3 separate regions of the Mus musculus genome follow, and regions 1 and 2 are each linked to region 3. The links are chromatin contacts, called in public Hi-C and promoter capture Hi-C maps. All regions are on one chromosome and are shown on one strand. The core of a region is the stretch at or near the end of the contact, and the rest is flanking DNA. Distances in the headings are between cores, read along the strand shown.

Region 1 (3,377 bases), core at 248-2,747, 98 kb before region 3:
TTTGGTTTGTCCTGGTTATAGAGACAGTGATAGGGGTGTCCCAAGAACTGTATGAGTGCCTGACCTCCATTTGCACTTTCAGATTAACAACATGAAGACCAAGTTTAAAGAGACCATCGAGAAGTGTGACAGCCTGGAGCTCAGGCTCAGTGACCTCCTGAAGGAGAAGCAGTCTGTGGAAAGGAAGTGAGTGTCCCTCGGCTCCTAGCAGCCACCAGTGCCCACAGGTTCTTCTGCAGAAGCACCTCTGCTTCCTGGGGAACGCCCTCACTTTCAGCATGTCCATCATACAGGTTTCTGGGGGTCTGCTTATGGTTGGATCAAAATAACAGTGACTTCTCATTCATGTTGTTAGGGGTGAGCAAGATGGCTCAGCTACCCAGCTTGATAATCTGTGTGGGATCCCAAAACTCACGTGTTGAAAGAACTGACTTCCACACATGTGCCTTGGCACACGCATGCACATACACATGAATAAATGTGGAAACCAAAGTAGGTCCAATTGCTGTTCCACTTGAGGTGGGTGCCAGGTGGAACACCAACCTCCCTGCAATCCATGGACACGTACCTTCCATTTCTGCCTGCAGCTTCTGAGCCATCTTGGCTAAGAGCAAGTTAGGAAAACCATTTTGTTTAAGCTGGTGTCACAGACTCCCCCTGGGACAGGACCTAATGGCTAATGATGCTGAGCATGGAGCAAAACGCATGAGCAGTGTGTCAGGAACACTGGCTGCCGCTGCAGTGGGGAGGAGGGGTGTCATTGCTGGCTTCTGAGGTCCCTGAGCAGAAAGGGACAGAGAGCAGGTGGAGCCAGCTCTGTCTCCCTCTGTTTTGCTCCAGGTGTACCCAGCTGAACACCAGAGTGGCCAAGCTCAGCACGGAGCTGCAGGAGGAGCAGGAGCTGAACAAGTGTCTGCGCGCCAACCAGCTGGTGCTGCAGAACCAGCTCAAGGAGGAGGAGAAGCTGCTGAAGGAGACCTGTGCCCAGAAAGACCTGCAGATCACCGAGATCCAGGAGCAGCTGCGCGATGTCATGTTCTACCTGGAGACACAGCAGCAGATCAGCCACCTGCCTGCGGAGACGAGGCAGGAGATCCAGGAAGGCCAGATCAACATCGCCATGGCCTCAGCGCCCAACCCACCCTCTTCCGGGGCCGGTGGGAAGCTGCAGTCCAGAAAGGGCCGCAGCAAGAGGGGCAAGTGACCATCAGAGACTTGTCCCTGAGACTTCCTGGGCACCACAGGGTCTGCTGGGACCTTTGCTGAGCGGAAGTGTGGGCCCTAATAAGTACGTCTGAGGACGAACTGTGGTCATGTGGCTCCTTCATTTGTTGAGTGTAGTGTGAGGAGACTAAAAGAGGGGGAAGGGTTGGCAGCACTTCCCAAGGGTGAGTCACCTCATGGCCATTCTGCCTTCCAGCTGGGTAGCCCCCAGGCTTGTGCGGTTTTCCATTGTATTTATTCAGTTGGCGCACTTGCAGTTGGGTTCCAGGGTAAATCTATGACATGACGTAACCTTCCTAGCACTAAAGGAATTCCAGCATTAACTAGCACTAAAGCACAGTGCCTCCCAGAGGCCCAGCTGCCTTCAGGAGAGGAGCCCACTGCCCACTGCAGAAGGTCTTTCCTGCCATCCCTCCCTCCCTTCTCCTGCAGAGTAGAAGAGAGAGCTGCTTGCATGTCATAGAGAAAGGGCTAGGTTGTAAACCAAGCACAGGCTTGTCTTCAGCAGCCTGGCTTGGGGCAAATGGAGTATACCCAGTTTAGGGAAGACAGTGACAGCTCTCTTTATTTCTGATGACTCCATCCGAAATGTGCCTGTCAATAAGAAAAGCCTTCCTGGCTCCTTCTCAGCTCAGGTAACTGAGAGTGTCCTCCATCCAGCAGGATTCAAGGGGCAAGCCTAGCTAGCCATCGAGAGGCCTCTGACAAGCTGACTGACTTGTGTTGCTGGGGTCAGTGGATACTGACTGTTTACAGGCAGGGCCGCATGTTCAGGTCGCAGCTAGAGGGAGCTTGGGCAGATTTCAGTTACTCTTTTATGATCGTTTCAAAGGCTGCTTCTCCAGAAACTGGCTTCAGCAGAGCCTCTTCCAAACAGCCATACAATATTTAATATGACCAACAGAGGGGCTGTGTGCCTCTCTTTAGAGCCAGGAACATCAGGTAACTTGTAACAGATTAATTGAACAGACTTGAGGGGACACCATGTTGGGATTTAGCTTCTAAAAGAGCCTGGGCAGTTGACAGCTGTGTGTAGTAAGGACAGTTTAATTTTTTGCTTTATCATCAGCCAAAGGTTTAAAATGTCACACTTTAGGGACTTTTTTTTTTTTTTTTCCGACTGACTGGACCTCGTCCTTTGACCGGAATGTCTGACATGTCACCACGTTGCCTGTGTTGCTGATCACCGTCCAGTTCAGTGGAATGTGCTGTAGCATTTCCTAAAACCCCACCTGTGACTGCAGAGTGAGAGTGCTCAGACTCGGACCTCTGTAGCCGGCTCTTCCTCAGGGCAGGCCAGCACTGCAGATCCTCCGGCCCGAGCCACACAGGCGGCTGGGGCTGGGGCTGGGGCTGGGGCAGAGCCGCCTCTTCCAGAGCTTCTATTTTATCTAGAACGCGTTACACACTGTTACAGTCTTACCGGCTCAGCCCTGCTTGTCTTGCACATCTGACCTTGCAGAAGCTGGGGTGGGTGGTAGCATGCTAATTAAGAGAATCAGAAGTAGTTTCCAGAGCTGGCTCCCCTTTTCATCACAACCCACCCAGCAGCCCTGCTGCCCAGAGGAGAGTAGCAGTGCTTCACCACACAGGTTGGGGGAAATGCCTGGGAAGGCTGTGGCCAGTGGAAGCAGCCGACGGGCAGAGGTTTCCAAACTACTTGAAGGTCTTTTAAAAATGTTCCAGGAAAACAAAAATCAAGATGTGTAAATAAAATGTTATTTTAAAAGGTCAAAGAGTTACGTTTGAGTCTGAAATTACCCAGGACGGAAGCTGTTAGTATATTCTTCAGAACAGAGATGGAGCCTTCACCACACTCCCTTGGCCAATGAACTCTTAACTAAAATGACCAGGTGAAATTTGCATCTATGGTGTTGCTTGGGAGCATGTGGCTTTATTTATTATATGTAAGTACACTGTAGCTGTCTTCAGACTCTCCAGAAGTGGGCATCAGAACTCATTACCGATGATTGTGAGCTACCATGTGGTTGTTGGGATTTGAACTCAGTACCTTTGGAAGAGCAGTCAGTGCTCTTAACCATTGAGCCATCTCTCCAGCCCCTTAATTTACTTTTTGGGGAGCATGTGTCATAAGAGTGTCAGTGGCTTGCTTGTGTTTGTTTGTTTTTCGAGACAGGGTTTTTCTGTGTAAC
Region 2 (3,206 bases), core at 505-3,004, 110 kb after region 3:
TGTCTCGAAAAACCAAACCAACCAAACAAACAAAACAAACAAAAAAACCCCTGTGTGTATGCACACATGAGTGCAGGTGTCTTCAGAGGCCAAAGGTGTCAGAACCCCTGGAGTTGGGGTTACAGTCAGCTGTGAGCCATCTTCTGAGGGTGCTGGGAAACTAACTGGGGTCCCCTGCAAGGGCAGCACATGCCGAGCCGCCTGTGGAGGTTTGGAATGGGAATGACCCACCTAGGCTCATATGGTTGAATGCTTGGTTCTCAGTTGGTGGAAATGTTTGGGAAGGATTAGGGGGTGTGGCCTCTTTGAGGAGGTGTGGCCTCATTGAGGAGTTGTGTCAACAGGAGTGGGCTTTGAGGTTTCTAAAGCCCATGCTGGGCTCAATCGTCCTTGTTTGTCTGTCTGTCCATTCATCAATCCATCCATCCATCCATCCACCTATCGTTTTGAGACAGGTCCTCTCTATGTAGTACTGGAACTTATTATGTAGTCCAGTCTGGCCTTGAACTCAGAGATCTGCCTGCTCCTGCCTCCCAAGGGCTGGGATTAAAGGTATGTGCCACTATGCCCGTCTGGTGCTCTGTCTGCTGCACACGGTTGAAGATGGTAAGCTCTCAGCTATTTCTCACAGAACCATGCCTGCTTACTGCCATGTTACCCACATGACTATAAGGGACTGACCCCTCCCCCCTGCCCCAGCCCCACAGTGTCTCAGTTGGCGTGGAACTGACATCTGCTATTATGGTAGATCCACAAAGAGGCTCATATAGTGACCATATGCCCAGGGACTCAGAGGCAGTGCAAGCGCTATGGGGGCCAAGCTGAACGAGGGTGCCCCCACCTGGTGGGACCTGGTTCCCACCTGTCTAGCCCCTTGGATTCTTCAAACTGGTCATGTGGTCTCTGGATACCCCTCACTCCCTATATCCAGTAAAGCCTTCATCCCTGGTTGGATGCACCGTGGGCTGTGTGACATATCCCAGTTAAGTAGAAGAAAGCCAACACCCAGATGTAAGCCTTGGCCAACCTCACCATCTTACACACCACACTCAAGAAGCCCAGGAGAAAGACACCTTGTAGGTGAGGGACCTCAGCACAGGAATGGCCTCCACAGTCCCCTGTGGAGCAGCTGTCCCTCTCTGTGCCTAGCCATAGATGGCAGCATGTGTTTGCGTGTACGTGTGTGCATGTGTGTGTGATGAGGCACATAGAAAATGGTTAACACAACGTCCCCCAGACCTCAGAACACACAGAAGCCCTAGCTATTCCTTCTTCATGATACCATCGAAAACATGCTCCCCACCCTACCCAGCCGCTCAAGTGCCACCTCCTCCAGGGAGGCCTCCATACTGCGTTCATCTTCTAATACAAGAACAGACCCTGTGCATCCTTCACAGGTCTAGCCTTCATGTGGTCAGCCTCTTCTATCTGTAAGTCCATCTCCTTATCCCTTAGTGGACAGATGCCCAAAAAGGAGGCTTGAGTTCACACCCATCCCTGCTTCTCCCTTCCCACTGAGCCTGGTTGAAGCCTGACAAAGTGGAGCTTGATAACGTTTTTTTTTTTTGCTGGCAGAAAGGCTTGGGCCATGCCTGCATGGGGGCGCCTTCGGGTCTGGCTGGAACAAGGTGGCTCCTTGTGTTGTTCTTAGCTTAGGTGGCAGAGAGGTTGGACGTCGTTGTTGTCACGCCTGTACTGAGGTGAGCAGGTGTGTAGGACTTGGCAATGGCTCTCCTCTGTCAGCACCCCCCACCCCCGACGCCTGTCATTAGGCCGGGTCTGCTCAGCGGGGTGTGCCATTATGCCTCCCCGGGCTGGTGTAATTATACATTGACATAATTAACCCAGCAAGCGCATTAGGCAGGCCAGCTAAAAATTCATCTCTAATTATTTGTTGTGTGCGTGCTAACAGGCCCATCTGCACTGCCTTTGTACAACACGAACAAATTAATTTACAACTCTAGATTTTTTAATAAGTTCAAGGAATTGCTTTCTATTGTGGCCTGTTTTTTTTTTTTTTTTTTTTTTTTTTTTTAAGAAAAAGAGAGAGGCACCGGGTATTTGCAGGGGTCAGGGAAGTTAGATAAACATGGGGGTGGGGGGTGGAGTGCAGGCTGAGGAGGCCACAGGAGTGGGGACCTTTCCAGCTTGGGGCTCAGGGGTCCAGAAGGCCAGGTCAAAGGACCACACCAGGGCAGGAAAAGGTTCTTGCTACCTGCTGTTCACAGAGGCCAAGGACAGCCCTTTGCCAACCCTGAGGGGCTTCCTGCTGGCTGTGTGTCCAGAAGAAATGTGGGCAGGTCTTGCTTCTCAGGAGACATGAATGGGGAGATTTAAAAACAAGACACTGAGCTGGGCTTGGTTGGAGAGGCTGGGTGGGGCATGAGGATTATAAATTCAAGGCCGCCTGGGCCACTTAGTAAAGGAAAGGCAGGGGTTACGGCTCAGTTGGTCTAGCACTTGCTGCCTCGTGTGCACGGAGCCCAGGGCTTCAACCCGTGCTCCCCATAAACCGGGAGTGCCGACAAGACGCATGTTCAAGGCCAGCCTGGGATATATAAGACCTGGGCTAAGGAAGGAAAAAAAAAAAAAAGGCTGGGGATGTGGCTCTGTGGCAGAGTGCTTGCCTAGCAGGCATGAGGCTCTGGGTTTGATTCTCAGCACAACCTACATAAATGAATAAATAAGAGACAGGGAGAGAGGTGCGTGACTCAGGGTGGGAACAGCCCTCCACCCCCACCCCTTCCCGTGTGGTCTGCACAGTTACTCCTCAGAGTATGGAGGGCAGGAGTTAAAGAGGTGAGCAAGGCCAGGTGCTGGCCGTTGTGGCCACCCTAAGAGCCCAGTGTTCACTGGAGCTCAGGAGCGCTGGGGCCAGTCAGCCTAGAGCAATGTTCTGTGAAGTCTGGGGACAGAGAGTGACCCCACACACACACACACACACACATGCTGCCATCACTTCCTGGGAGAAATGGCCTGTGACTCTCACTGCCGTGGCGGGAGGTGAGTAATGATGCATCTCTGTCCCACAGATGGACTAACCGTTGCACAGTGATGGGACTTCCCCAGGGTGAAGAATGGGGCAGGGACCTACCCCAGCCCAAGCTAGATTTCCAGGGCAGAACCAGACACTCTGAGAAAGGCTGATTGATTGATTGATTGATTGAGGCAGGATCTCTCTCTGCATCACTTGGCCTGTCCTGGAA
Region 3 (3,091 bases), core at 183-2,682:
ACACACACCAGCACATACAAACCCAGTCCATACCACACATATCCTATAGTAATGAATACATTTTAAACATTAAATAAGGGGAAATTCTAACATGAGTTAGCATTTCCTCAGAGCACATGTCTGACTGTGTTCCCACTGAGGACACAGCAGAGAGCATGTGCTAGGGTCCTCATCATGGCCTCTGAGAGGAGGGGTAGTTCTGGACTTGTGTGCTACAGGCTGTATTCCCAGAAGTCCCCATGGGTGGCAGAGACAGTGATGGTGACTGTCGTCAGCTCTCACAGTGCAGCTTTCTGCAGACTTTCCTTGTTCTGCTCTTACAAGCCAACCACGCACATGTGAGGACGGCTTGGGCAAAAGATGGAGAGGAGATCTGAGGTTGCTGCTTAAATTCCTTTTTCCCCTGGGGCCCTGAAGGATGTAGCTCAGAGATAGAACACTAGCCTAACAAGTATGGGCTCCCAAGTTTGGTTCCTATCAAAAAAAAAAAAAGGTTTTTGTCTCATTTTGGAAATAGTAAAATCTGTTAGAAAGATAAACTGATAATATCCCATCATGCATCTGTGCTTCCTACGAAAACGTTATTATAACTTATTTTTAAATGCATGTAGTTAAACACTGTTGGGCCATGTTGTTATATTTCTCACCATCAAGTTTATTTCCTCCTTGCTTTAAAAGTAAAAGGAAATAAGGCTGGAAAGATGGGTCAGCTGTCAGACAGCTTTCTGCTTTCCAGAGGAACTCAGGTGCACACCCTCACACAGACACATACACACAATATAATTAAAAGTAAAACAAATTGTAAAAGGGGAAAATAAAACATACTGACATAATTGACATACCACAAAAGAATTCTTAGTGTGGCCAGAAATCAATAACAGTGTGATTCATATTCTAACCAATGAAAACCTGCTAAGGAAATAAGAGTTATATCTGTATCTAGTAGGAAAAGCAGTAAGGTGGGCACCGCAGGACTGATGTGATATCCTGTGGCATCCTTCTGTCTTCCTCAGGACCCCCAAGGATGTCTCCAAAGGCACAGCGCCACCCTCGGAATCACAGAGTCTCTGCTGGGAGAGGCTCCATGTCTAGTGGCCTAGAATTTGTATCCCACAATCCCCCAAGTGAAGCAGCTGCTCCTCCAGTGGCAAGGACCAGTCCTGCAGGGGGAACGTGGTCCTCAGTGGTCAGTGGGGGTAGGTATGACACTGCAGAGCTGAAGATCTGAGATTAAATACAGATTAAATGTGGTGGCATAAGCAGCTGTTGCCAGTTACCATGGTTATCAAGACACGAGTTGAAGGAACTGTCCCATCCCTCTGGAACTCTGACCCTGTATACATTTTGTAAACCTGCTTAGGTTTCTTACTGCTGCGGGTTTCCATGGCATCCGTGTGTGGAGTAAACAGATAGTCGCTTGGTGCTCCTCAAGGAGTAGTCTGCGCCAGGAGAGGCTCAGCTTTTGTTATGAGTCTCTGACCGTCAGCAGCTGCAGCCAAGGTCCTGCTTGGAGCAGATTTGGAATTAGGCCAGACTGCTTGGGCTGCTGAGTTGGTCTTGTTGGTCTGTAGTGCTTCCTCCCGGGAGTCCAGAGCTAGAGCTTGTGCCTGTTCTTTTGGCCTTACCAGGAAAAGGTCTTTAAGCTTAAAAAACTAGACAGACAGTGCGCTCACCCCTGTAAGGTGTGCAGTTGTAGTGATTGTCCTGTAAATTTCTTTGTGCTATTCTTCTTAGCCTTTTAAACTGAAGATTAACAAGAAAAGAAGCTTGAGGCGTTTTAACCCTATTATAAATAAGCAACCTTTTATAAATACAAGAATAGAGACAGTTGAGGGATATAGTGAGAATCGTGTTACGGGGTTGGTCTTTCCATGGAAAGTTAGAGTTGTGAACAGTTTCCTTCTATAATGTTTGATTGAACCATTTTCATTGACCCCTTTAGTCTGAAGCCTGCAAATAGGTTTTTATTGGATTAGGAAGCATTAAGCAGTTGTGTGGAAGGCGTTCATTCTGTGTTACGTACCCCTTGAGGCTAGGTGCGTCCTAATTTCCTTCAGCACTGGCGGTGGATCTTTATATTGCAAGTAAAAGCACATAGGCTTGGCAGCAAGCTACCATCAATTTTATTTCGTGTATTGATGGAAGGAGAGGAGAGAGGCATGGTAGAGATCTCTCACCTTGAATAAATGTTACACTTTGAATGTCGTCTTTTTTTTTAACTTAAGTATGCTTTGGCTTGCCATTGAACTTGACTCAAATACTTAAAAGTTCACTCATTTAATTAGGAGGGAAACCACGGTGGTACTTAGAGATTGTTGACTTCTGCCATAAGATACTTCTGAGAATTTAATGAGTATCTTTTTGCTTCTAGTTCCAAGGTTATCTCCCAAAACTCACAGACCCAGGTCTCCCAGGCAGAGCAGCATTGGAAACTCTCCCAGCGGGCCTGTGCTTGCTTCTCCCCAAGCTGGCATCATCCCTGCAGAAGCCGTTTCCATGCCTGTTCCCGCCGCATCTCCGACTCCTGCCAGCCCTGCATCCAACAGAGCACTGACCCCATCTATTGAGGGTATGCAACCAACACCTTTCCTGTTGTAATCCATGCATGGCCAAGAGTTGTGTTCTCAATACACAGTGATGCTTTTGTGGATGCAAGATTCTGTCTCTGGTAGAACTATTCCATGTATATTAACTAATGTCTGGCATCAGAGGCTCTGGCCTGTCCTAGTATGACGTGCCTGTTGTATGAGCATGGTTATTGAATTTTGATGTGATGACTAACAGGGAATAAACTCAGTTTAATGAAACCCATTTTCCCCTAAGCCAGAAGGTTAGAAGTGTTTGGTATTTACTCACACTATTGTCCTAATTTCTGTCTAATACTAGTTTTTTGCTTTTTTAAACTTGTTTTCTAGCAAAAGATTCCAGGCTTCAAGATCAGAGGCAGAACTCTCCTGCAGGGAGTAAAGAAAATGTTAAAGCAAGTGAAACATCACCTAGCTTTTCAAAAGCTGACAACAAAGGTTAGAGTTTGTTAAAGTTTTTTTTTTTTTAAAAGATTTATTTGTTTATTATATGTAAGTACACTGTA

Evidence for each region. Hi-C and Micro-C count contacts between places; a contact is called where the count stands out from the background. Capture Hi-C pulls out chosen DNA fragments and counts their contacts.
Region 1: a Hi-C map of uterus shows a contact between it and region 3, with 2.4 times the contacts expected there. The contact joins two enhancer-like sites. A contact is called at or near these places in 1 of 15 datasets of contacts at CTCF or cohesin (the NIH/3T3 cell line), 6 of 484 Hi-C or Micro-C datasets (the AML12 cell line, Sertoli cells, cortical neurons and 3 more), 6 of 115 datasets of contacts at active chromatin or transcription factors (the NIH/3T3 cell line, embryonic stem cells, fibro-adipogenic progenitors and 3 more) and 3 of 9 other capture datasets (adipose tissue, liver and pancreatic islet).
Region 2: a contact with region 3 is called in a promoter capture Hi-C map of pancreatic islet. The contact joins two enhancer-like sites. A contact is called at or near these places in 1 of 15 datasets of contacts at CTCF or cohesin (pro-B cells), 9 of 484 Hi-C or Micro-C datasets (CD4 T cells, bone marrow-derived DN3 thymocytes, bone marrow-derived macrophages and 2 more), 1 of 115 datasets of contacts at active chromatin or transcription factors (embryonic stem cells) and 3 of 9 other capture datasets (adipose tissue, liver and pancreatic islet).

The regions. Positions count from the first base shown.
Region 1 is chr5:121,684,289-121,687,665 of GRCm38.p6, forward strand. It overlaps Brap (BRCA1 associated protein), which reads left to right. Exons shown (of 12, transcript NM_028227.3): 11 at 83-186; 12 at 841-2,961. The coding sequence ends at 1,204. Among named protein-coding and RNA genes, the nearest start is that of Brap, 25 kb to the left of the region's middle. Within about 2 kb of position 1,498, at least 38 of the 459 cell types and tissues checked have an H3K27ac peak or open chromatin away from gene starts, as enhancers often do. A contact at or near this core is called in neural progenitor cells and uterus, where this site is marked.
Region 2 is chr5:121,887,792-121,890,997 of GRCm38.p6, forward strand. The region is part of intron 5 of Cux2 (cut-like homeobox 2); the gene reads right to left. All of the region lies in intron 1 of Gm52785 (a long non-coding RNA gene), which reads left to right. Among named protein-coding and RNA genes, the nearest start is that of Gm52785, 22 kb to the left of the region's middle. Within about 2 kb of position 1,755, at least 12 of the 459 cell types and tissues checked have an H3K27ac peak or open chromatin away from gene starts, as enhancers often do. A contact at or near this core is called in pancreatic islet, where this site is marked.
Region 3 is chr5:121,782,844-121,785,934 of GRCm38.p6, forward strand. It overlaps Atxn2 (ataxin 2), which reads left to right. Exons shown (of 25, transcript NM_009125.2): 11 at 1,014-1,196; 12 at 2,372-2,569; 13 at 2,916-3,023. Among named protein-coding and RNA genes, the nearest start is that of Mir7031, 35 kb to the right of the region's middle. Within about 2 kb of position 1,433, at least 34 of the 459 cell types and tissues checked have an H3K27ac peak or open chromatin away from gene starts, as enhancers often do. A contact at or near this core is called in neural progenitor cells, pancreatic islet and uterus, where this site is marked.